Linked DNA regions of Mus musculus: region 2 is linked to region 1. The links are chromatin contacts, called in public HiChIP or PLAC-seq maps. All regions are on one chromosome and are shown on one strand. The core of a region is the stretch at or near the end of the contact, and the rest is flanking DNA. Distances in the headings are between cores, read along the strand shown. Region 1 has its middle 16 kb from the start of Gm12295. Region 2 overlaps Gm30786 (a long non-coding RNA gene).

Region 1 (5,041 bases), core at 1,099-3,598:
TACTAAAGCGAAACCTTTGCATTACGGGGACTATTGACACTGGTTAGCTAGAGCTAAGAAATTGCCAGTAACTAAGAAGAGACTAGCATTATTAAGGTGAAATCTTCTGGGAAGTGTTTTCTGAGAGCACAAAGAGGCTGTGTTCCAGAGATAGTCAAGGTTGTATCTTGTGCTATGGCTGGACTGGGTAATGTGTAAGAGTCAACCAGATGGTACTGGCTTTGAAGCCATAAAGGAGTCATGAAGAACAGCTGAGGCTTGACATTATGAGAAGCCATGGAAGGCCATTGGTGAAAGTGCAGCCTTACTTGCAATTGATGGCCCAGGACTGAAGGGGTCATGCAAAGGAGTTGAGGCTTGGCACCATGAAGAGAGCCAATGTATGAGAGGCTATTGTTGAAACCTAGTTGCAATGGAAGACAGTGTTTTGGAGATGCCGGTACCATGAGGTGATCACCAAGAACAGCAGCAGCAGTGGAGTACAGGCGGCTGGAGCCTAGAAGACAAGGTGTGTGCTACAAAGGGGCAGGGCTGGAGAAGTGACCCAAGCCCTTGGAGGAGGCCAGAAGATCATGAGTAGAACCCAGACATTGGACAGTAAGAATTTGATTTTGCTTTTGATTGTGACTGTGCCCTGATAGTTTTCCCTCTTGAAGTAAGTAAGAAAGTATTTTAGTGGAGCTCACAGTTAAGAGACTTGGAACTGTAAAAAGACTTTGAACTTCAAAAAAGATTGGATATTTTAAAGGGATTGAAATTTTAATATGTAAGCATTTGTAAAGACTGTGGGACTTTTAAAGTTATTTAGACCTTGAGGATGAATAAGAAAATAAGGGTTGAGGGTTAATAGTGATACGTTTGTATGTCAAGTTGACAAGGGGTCAATTGTACTGGCTGCTTTGGTGTGTCAACTTGATACAAGCTGGAGTTATCACACAGAAAGGAGGCTCCCTTGAGGATATACCTTCATGAGATCCAGCTGTAAGGCATTTTCTCAATTAGTGATCATGGTGGGAGGGTCTAGCCATTGTAGGTGGTGGCATCCCTGGGCTGGTAGTCCTGGGTTCTATAAGAAAGCAATCTGAGCAAGCCAGGTGAAACAATCCAGTAAGCAACAATCCTTCATGGCTTCTGTATCCACTCCTGCCTCCAAGTTCCTGCCCTGTGTGACTTCCTGTCCCGACTTCCTTTGGTGATGAACAGCAATGTGGAAGTGTAAGCTGAATAAACCCTTTCCTCCCCAACTTGCTTCTTGCCCATGATGTTTTGTACAGGAATAGAAACCCTGACTAAGACAGATGGTAAGATAGCTCAGTCAGTTAAGTGTCATTATGTAAGCATGAAGGCCCTGACTTGACCCCTGCACCACATAAAAATCTGGACGTGGTGATGTGTGGGTGTTTTTGTCAATCTAAGCATTAGGAAGACAGAGATGGGAGGATAGCCAGGGTTCACTCAAACACACACATTCGAATACACACACACACACAATCACTTTAAAGAGTAAAATTTTAATTTCAGCATATCTGAGTTTGAGTGTTAAATAGTCAAAGATCTGTGAAATGATCAAGCAAATCCCTCCACAGGACAATGCTGTGGTCTTGACATTTGTACGAACTGCAGTTCAAAACTTTTCATATTTGACTCCCTTGTTTGCACAGCACTGGACATGCTCAGTGCTTAGCAGCATGCAGGTGCAGTGTGGACCACACTGGACGGCAGGAATTCGTAGGGTTGTAAGGGTGGGCAGCAATAAATAAAAGTGTCAAGAAGACCCTGCGGAATGGAACTGGGGACAGAGCCTGCCAAGATATAGAGGAAGAAACTTCCAAAAAAAAAGAAAAAATTCTATAGGTGCCAACAGTCCAGGAAGTGGAGTTGCAAACAAAGATGTACATATGACCTTCAAAGGAGTGACCTTGAGGAGGACTCCTTTCTCAAGCCAGGGCCTCAAGGAATGTATGAGGGACACAAGGTTCCCAAAATATGCATTGCTGCCCCTTTCTGGTGCTCATTAGCACAAAACGAGATCCATCTCCTTTATGAGCAATAAGGGACAGGAGCTGAGCTCTCTAAGTGTGTATTCAGAATGTGGGTCCTTCTGGCTTTGCAATGACAACACTCAAGAGAAAGTGCAGAACAGGGTGAATTTCTGCCTACTCTGTGACAGCAGAGGGTGCTGCACCCTCCCCCCCACCCCCTCTAACAGGGTTCATGGTGGCCCTGTGCATTTAGCCTATCTCAATGTTATTTTCTGCTCGCAGTTTTCTGGACAGCTGACACCCTTGACAGTGATAAGAGAAGAGGGTTCCCAAATGGTGCTGTACAGTCCGCTCAGAGCCAAGCAAATACACGAGAGCCTGCCTTATCTCTCCTGTTTCTCAGGGGAAGTGACACAGGCATGAGAGCTGCTGAACAATGTCAACCAGGGACAGAGCATCTGGTGAGACCAAATGGCAGCTAGCTAGATGGCATCTTAAGTGGGCCCTATGCTCTGTGGCTTAAGAGGGACCTGAAATGCATGAAAGGAGATTGAGGGACAAATGGCCCTAACTCAATACATATGGAAGACCCCTTGTATCCACACCCTGCATAGTGTGGAAAGTGCCTACTGTGCGTGAGTATTGCTGAAATGAATGGGAAAAAAAATAGATGGGTAGAGATAAAACACAGAAACAGACCTGTTGGCTGGGATGACTAACTGAGATTTGTTTTTTATTTCTTGCATCAAAACTCCCTTTATTAATTTTTACTCATTAGAAGTTATGGGATAGAGGGCAAGCAAGATGGCCCAGGGAGTCAGAGCACTGACTGCCATAACTAATGAGCTGAATTTAATTCTCAGGACCCACAGAGTGGAGAACCAGCAAGTTGTCCTCTGACCTGCACCAGCATGTCACAGTGCGTGTGCATGGCTACACACAAATAAATACGAGTTGTGAAACAAACAGAGTTTATACTTTTTAAAGTTTCCCCCTATCTAGGCCTTAAGCTCGTCTGTTGTCTGGGTTTTCCCAAACAGGTCTTGACAGATTGACTGTGATGTGATATGCCTGGGCCCCTGATTCACCCAGTCCCCTGAACTGAATCTCTATAAAAACGAAGTTCAGCCATGAGAGAGAAAGAAATTCTTTCATTTGCAGCCATGGGATGAACCTGAGGACAGCAGTTTCGTGAAGTCATCCTGACCTGCTAAAATAAATTGTGCAATGTGCTCATGGCTACATGGGATCTAAAGATGGCAGATTCATCAAAACAGAAGGGATGGTGGAAGCAGGGCTAAGAGATTTGGAGAGATGTCTGTGAGAGGAGAGAGAAGAAAAAGTTCAAGAGATTCGTGGTACACAATACAGACAATGGCGCATTGTACCTAAGATTACTGAGTGTAGGCCCACAGTCCTCTCTCCACAGAAATCAGTGCATGCTGTGAGAGGAATTAAGCCATTGGACACATGCAAGTGTTTCAAAATACCATGTGTATAAATTCTGTCAACTAAAACATTCTATAAGAATGAGAGGGTGCCTTCCTTCTTCACCGGCTGTCCCAGAAACCTCACTCAGAAGTACTCTCCAAAGATACGTACTGAAGGAAGTTCCAAAGACAGCCTGAACTGCAAGGCAGGAGAACCCTTGCAGAGAAGAGGAGCTGCCTGTGTTAGGTTTTAAAAGGGAGACCCTGAAAATATTTTCAGAGTCACCTTAGAAAGAAACTGTAGGCAGGGCAGGAAGCTATTTTACAGTTCTTCAGCTGGCTCTAGATTTTTCAATTTAGGGGTGTGTGTGTGTGTGTGTGTGTGTGTGTGTATGTGTTCAAAACTGCCTATCCTCAGAGATTTAGATGACCCACCCAATTTGGTCTTTCGTTTGTTTGTCTGTTTTTTGTTTTTAATGTTTCAAGACAGAGTTTCTCTGTGTAGCCCTAGCTGTCCTGGAACTTATTCTATAGATCAGGCTGGCCTTGAACAAAACAAAAAACCAAAAACAAAAAAAACAAACAAAAAAAAAAATCTGCCTGTCTCTGCCTCCTGAGCACTAAGGATTAAAGGTGTATGCTGCCACTGCCTCTACCCTATATCTGACTTGAGATTTGTCAGTTCAGCCCTACCCTTCCCACTAACATTGAGTACCAGGGTCACCCAAAATCACAGCTGTTAGGGAGAGAGAGAGAGAGAGAGAGCACTGAGGTTGAGCTCTTCTGTCCTAAAGATGGGTCTCTTGACGTTCTAGTCACACTACATCTCCTGGCCATCCAGATCCCACATCTATGATGTTCTCAGGGAGAAAGCAGAACCAGTTACATCTTTTCCTTCAGGTAGAAGGTTTTTGGTGTGTCCAGTGCTGAGCTCTCTACCCATCAGCCCTGACTAAGGAATGGGGCTACCTCCAGAAGCCAGCGTTCTGCCCCAGCTTGAAAGAGCACAGCCGGTAGGATAAAAGGAACAACTCCATTTGGGAGGGGCCTTGAACCCCATCTCTACCTCTCTAACAACAGCACATCTCCCATGAGTGAAGCTCATACTAGTAGCCAATGCGTGTTGACTGGTCCCCACTCTGTCATCTGGACCACAAAGCTAGATGGTCTCTGTCGCTTACATATACAATGGTTTTAACAACTTATATGCAAATTTGATCACTTTTGCCAGGGAAAAGAAGGAGCCATATAATAATACACCCAAGTCAAAGCTCACCAGATCTACCAGGATTGGTTCATTTAATAGCATCTGGAATCTTTGAAAGATAAGGCTGCCCCACTAAGGGCTAGAGAGTAGCCATGCCTTCAGTGATATTTTAATGCACACGCTTAGGGGCTGGCCCCTGTACGCAGTATTAGAATCCTCTGCTCCCTTATTCTCTTCTGTGGGTTTTTTGGTTTTGTTTTCATTTTTTATTTTTCCCTGTCTAGGGCTCAGAATGACTCTGGAAGAACTTGTAGCTTCCTGTGTTTTCTGACTGGGTCCCTTACCACTGTCTTTGCAAATGGCATTTCCATTAACATTTCTATTTCTGGCCATTAGGGGCACCTAAAGATTTCCCACCAAGA
Region 2 (5,041 bases), core at 908-3,407, 340 kb before region 1:
AGGTTAATATGGAGAGACTTCCTATGGCTGAAACAAATACATGGGGGGTGGGGTGGGGAAGGTGCTCACCAGAGCAGATCCTAACACAATGGAAATGCACACTAAAATAGGATTGTGCGTAAAGGTTTCGGGACTGAATGTAAATCACCCTTAAGAACTCAGGTGATCTTCGTTCTTGAGTTTCATGTGTTTTGCAAATTGTATCTTGTATGTTGGGTATTCTAAGTTTCTGGGCTAATATCCACTTATCAGTGAGTACATGTCATGTGAGTTCTTTTGTGATTGGGGGGGAAGGTATGGGGGACTTTTGGGGTAGTATTGGAAATGTAAATGAAGAAAATACCTAATTAAAATAAAATAAAAAGTAAATAAAAAAATAAAAGGAAAAAAGAACTCAGGTGATTGTTGTAGTTGTATCAGGGTGTTCTGTGAGGTTCGTGGGGTGGATTGGATGCTGTAGCCGATTGCCTAGAGGCAAGGCACTGTGTGATGGCCCCTTGGCATGACAATGCTCTCTCTTAGGTCTCTGAGTGCAAGCTGTGGGAACATGGACTATAACAGCCTGCAAGCTCAGCCTAGGACACCTGCTGCACAGAGTCACATTTTAAGGACTCTGCCTCCACCCCTTCCCCATCTGAGCTCCTTTGTCACTGACAATAGTCAACAGAGACCGTTACTTTCTTTATAAACTACCCCAGTCCGAGGTATTGCATTACAGTGATAGGAAAATGAATTGTGAGTTCTAGAACTCTCTAGAATGGCTTAAACAATTCTTTTTTTTCCTTTTCTTCCTTCTCCCCTGAAACTTGCAGATAATTAACTAATAAAACTATCTGAAAGTCATCTATCCAAGGTTCATAGAAAGTCTAGCTGAAGTCTATTGAAAGTCTTTTGCTGACAAATTTTCCAAAACGTTTTGAGATGATTTGCCTATTAAGGTCTTCTACATCTTCTAATGTCAGAATGTTTAGTATTTAAAACAAAAAACATAAAACCATTGATTTCATTGTGACTTTAGAACTGAACAGTGCTGTACCCGGTGTTGTCTATTCTTTTATACTTGATGGTGTTTTCCCCTCTTTTTGATCTTTAACTCTGCTGACTGTTTTTTGTTGTTTTCTTTTTGTGAATAGGCCTGCTATTTCTGCGGCTCACTTCATGGAGGAAGTTCGTCAGTTACTCCTGGTTTGTGAAGTATGTCTAAAAGCTCAGAGGTAATCAGGAAGGACCTGCTCTGGGCAGACCTGCTTGTCATTAGAACAGGTCTTAATGAAAGCAGAAGTTTACACTCCAGGCTATATTTCCATTCCCATCTCTTCCAGGCTCAAGCTGAAAAAAAAAATTCTAGTCTCAGAGTCCAGAGGCAGCAGAGAACTCTAGGAGAGACAGCATATTGCTTTCTGCCCACATCTATCTGCCAGATTTGGTCTCTGCTGACAGTCAGTCTAAGGGCTACATCTATTTTGCACTGTTTTATTAATGAGAGAAGCCGTGTTAGGATCTTGTAGCTAGACAATTATCTAGGATGTCAAGAATGTATGGAACCTCATGGTCAAGGCTCTCCCCGTCTCCAAATGTAAAGAATGTGAAAACTGAAGTCAGGTACTCTGAACGCAAACTTCCAAGGCCACAGGGAAATCCATGTCAAGAGTCAGACTTGACTCCAATTTCCTCACTCCTGGTATAGCTCTCCTTCCAGCTGCTGTACTACCCTCATGTTTGACCTAATAGATCGAGAGGCCACATAGATGGCCAGAGAAAGGGTGTCCCACAATTAGCCCTCCATAGCAGAGAGCCCATGCCTTTTCCTGTGTGACTGTGGCCACAGAAGCAGCCAGGTCAAATGTCTCATAAAGGAACTGACGGCTTAAACCTCCATCAGCCACACTTTCCGAATCCCCATAGACAGCAGAGGACCTTGAAGGGCTTGCTTTATCTCCTCCATCTACTTCTGAAGTAATCCTGAACTTTCAGAGTGTAACCAAGGGCTGGGATCCATGCCAGTCCGTATACACACTGTCCATCTGTAAGGGATAGACCAGGATTTGGGCTAAATGGAGATTCCCTCTTTTGGCTGCTGTGCGTTGTCTTGGGCTTGTGTATCTTGAAGAGGGATTCACATTCTTGGCAGGTCAGCTGTGAAACGTGTTTGACGTTGGTGGAAAAGGGCAGTTCTTGGATGCAGGACGTCTGCTGCTGTGTTTGCCCAAACTCCTGAGGAACCCAGTGGCAGAAGCCAAGTTTCTGAGAGTCTGTTTGGCTCTGCCTTTGACACTGACAGAGCAGGGGCGGGTGACTACAGGCTCTCAGAGGTCATCTCTTAATATTGTGTAGACCACTTACAACCTGTTATATGTAAAGAGTGGGTTTGCTGTGCATTATTGTTCTCTGTTATAGGGAGAGGTAGCATGGGAAATGAAGGGAAGCTACACTTACCCTAAATTGCATTATAGGATGATAGCAATTTAATGGCGGGATGGCTGTTTACTTTCTTCTTGACTCTAGGGCTCCAGCTTATTGATTTTCCCCACACATTTTACGTGGGGAATCAAATCAGATGTTACACTCACATTCTGAGCTCTTGGCATTGAGTTCAAGCTATACCTAGATAGTCCCTCTGCCTTGGTTGCTTTTATAATTTTTTCAAAAAGATTTATTATGCATATATAAATAAGTCTGTGTGTGAGTACATGGAAGCGAAAGACTTCAGATTTCCAGAGAGCTGGCATTATAGGGAGTAGTGAGTCACCTGAAAGGGGTGCTGTGGACTGAACTCTGAACCTCCAGAAAAGCCATCTCTCCAGTCCTGTAATGTTGTGATTTCTGATAGTCCTTCTGAAGTTGTCTTTAAGGTCTGTTCATAAGGTAAATAGCTCTCTTGAAGTAGAAGTTCCCAGAAAGCACAGACATAAACCCAGAGCCATCAAGAGAAGGCAAAAAGAGCAGTCCTCTGACATTGTCTATGCTGTGTAAGGTGGGTTTGTAGTCATTCCTGGGGACCTTCTTAAATCAGGTCACCATGTCTTCCTCCAGCCCTGGATAGACAGGTTGACTGATAGGAATGACTACTGTGTTGAGAAACACCAAAGACAGGCAGAGGCTGAAGCATAGTAAGAAAAGCCAACTTTCCAGGTGTGGACAAACATGCCTATAATCCCAGAACCTGAAGAGGCTAAAGGAGGGGGGCGTGAGGAGGAGGCAAGCCTGAGATACACTGAACATCTAGCACACCTCCCCAAACCCAAACCTAAGGAACAAAACCAAAGAAAGGGCAACTCTGGTGTTAGCCATGGGGCATACCAACAAGAAAGGAGAGCGCTCATAGAGAGAGATCTAGAGAGCTGCAGTGACAGATTCCTTTGTATCTCAGATGAAGGCTGAAAAGTTGGCACAAGTCCCCCAAAATGTCCCCAACACTGGAGAGCTACCCAAAAAGATGAGAGTCAATCAATTCCTTTGTTTTGAATTTGAGGGGACTGTTAGGGAAAAAAAGAAAAAATGCTAATGGAGCAAGGAAGTAGGTTGTGGAGGGCTAGTCTCAGGCACAGTATGCCTACTGAGTGTTCTTATCTGAAATGTGCACAATCTTAATGTGAGTTTCAATATCTATTAACATTCTCTAAAAACTCAGAAAGAACCTACAGATTCCATTTGTGTTCTTCTTGTGTATCTCCATCTGCCAATTCCTAGTGGTCTGTCAGTCCACTGTTGTCACCACTACAACCTCTACCACTACCTCCATCACTATCACCTTTGACATAACCATGTCCATCTCTACCATCACTACCTCCACACCATCATCTCCATGACCATTACCTTCATAGCATCATCTCCATGACCATAACTTTCAAGCCATCATCTCCATGACAAACTATCCCCATACCACCATCTCCAAGACCCCAACCTCCACATCACCTCTATCACAATTGCTTTCACACCTCCACCACCTCTACCATCTCTGTCTCTACCTCTAACTCCACTACCACCTCCACCACAATCTCTATTTCCTTCTCACTGCCATTTCCATGCCCACCACAACTTCTACCACCAACCTCAGCACCTTCACTTACTCTCTATAGCTGCTTCCACTTCTCTGGCCCTCACTGCCAAGCCAGTCTTAGCTCTGTGTCACCTGTCATGTGATGGGTGTCAAAACACTGGCTATCCTGGAGGTGGTGACTAGCTCTTTGGAAAACCCTGTGTGGTCTCCTCATAGCTCAATTCCCTGGCTCTTTATAAGTACCGATTCTCCATTAGTTCTGCTAGGAAGGTTTGGCTGCCAGTAGACAGCCCTCTTTATTGGGTCCTGGAAAAATGGCTCAAGCCCAGCTACATTCCACAGTGTCTGCTTGACCCTGTGGGAAGCTCTTGTATCCTGGTCATGCCACACGGTGGGCTGTGGCTACTCCATAAGCCCATCTGGGCTTCTGTCTCCTTCTGATTCTTCTTCGTTTTGTCAGCAGGCCTGTGGAGACAAAGGCCTGCCACTAAAGAACAGACTGCTGGGCCCTCACTGCATCTCCCCATTATTATAGCAGGGTTATTAAGAGTACCCGAATAAGTCAATTTTTGTTGTTGTGATAAAATACCAAGACCCAAAAAAATGTGAATAGGAAAGGGTTTATTTTAGCTCACGGGTTAGAGTCTATCATGATGAGAAGTTCATGATAGGAGCTCAAGGCAGGAGCTTGAAGCAAAAACCACAGAAGAGAACTGCTCAGTGGCTTGCTTGCCCACAGCTGTGGGCATCAAGCTGTCCCTCATCTGGTGTCTGGCTCAGGGGGATTAGAATGACAAGCTAGTGGCCAGAAGTGTGACAGTCAGAGGGAAGAGGTGGTTAGGGATATGAGCCTTAGCTTGGTTGTACGAATTTGAAAGAAGTAGCCAAGGCAAGTCCTTTGCTGTACCTATGAGTTGCCTGACCCTGGAAGGGGCAATTCAAGGTCAGCACAGTCCCCATATCTCAAAGCATCTGAAGCCAGGCAATCGAAAGCATGGCTAGGAAAGCCACTTCTCACATCTCATAGCAAGTGCCACAGGA

Evidence for each region. HiChIP or PLAC-seq counts read pairs in DNA pulled down with a chosen protein or histone mark.
Region 2: an H3K27ac HiChIP or PLAC-seq map of heart atrium shows a contact between it and region 1, with 7 times the contacts expected there. The contact joins two enhancer-like sites. A contact is called at or near these places in 4 of 39 promoter capture datasets (cranial neural crest, embryonic stem cells, frontonasal cranial neural crest and 1 more), 2 of 484 Hi-C or Micro-C datasets (the HL-1 cell line and nephron progenitors) and 4 of 115 datasets of contacts at active chromatin or transcription factors (double positive thymocytes, embryonic fibroblasts, extraembryonic endoderm stem cells and 1 more).

Annotation. Positions count from the first base shown.
Region 1 is chr11:65,301,283-65,306,323 of GRCm38.p6, reverse strand. No RefSeq gene overlaps it. Among named protein-coding and RNA genes, the nearest start is that of Gm12295, 16 kb to the right of the region's middle. Within about 2 kb of position 2,348, at least 15 of the 459 cell types and tissues checked have an H3K27ac peak or open chromatin away from gene starts, as enhancers often do. A contact at or near this core is called in heart atrium, where this site is marked.
Region 2 is chr11:65,637,602-65,642,642 of GRCm38.p6, reverse strand. Gm30786 (a long non-coding RNA gene) reads left to right here. Exons shown (of 4, transcript XR_388755.1): 4 at 1-231. Among named protein-coding and RNA genes, the nearest start is that of Gm40026, 11 kb to the left of the region's middle. Within about 2 kb of position 2,157, at least 3 of the 459 cell types and tissues checked have an H3K27ac peak or open chromatin away from gene starts, as enhancers often do. A contact at or near this core is called in heart atrium, where this site is marked.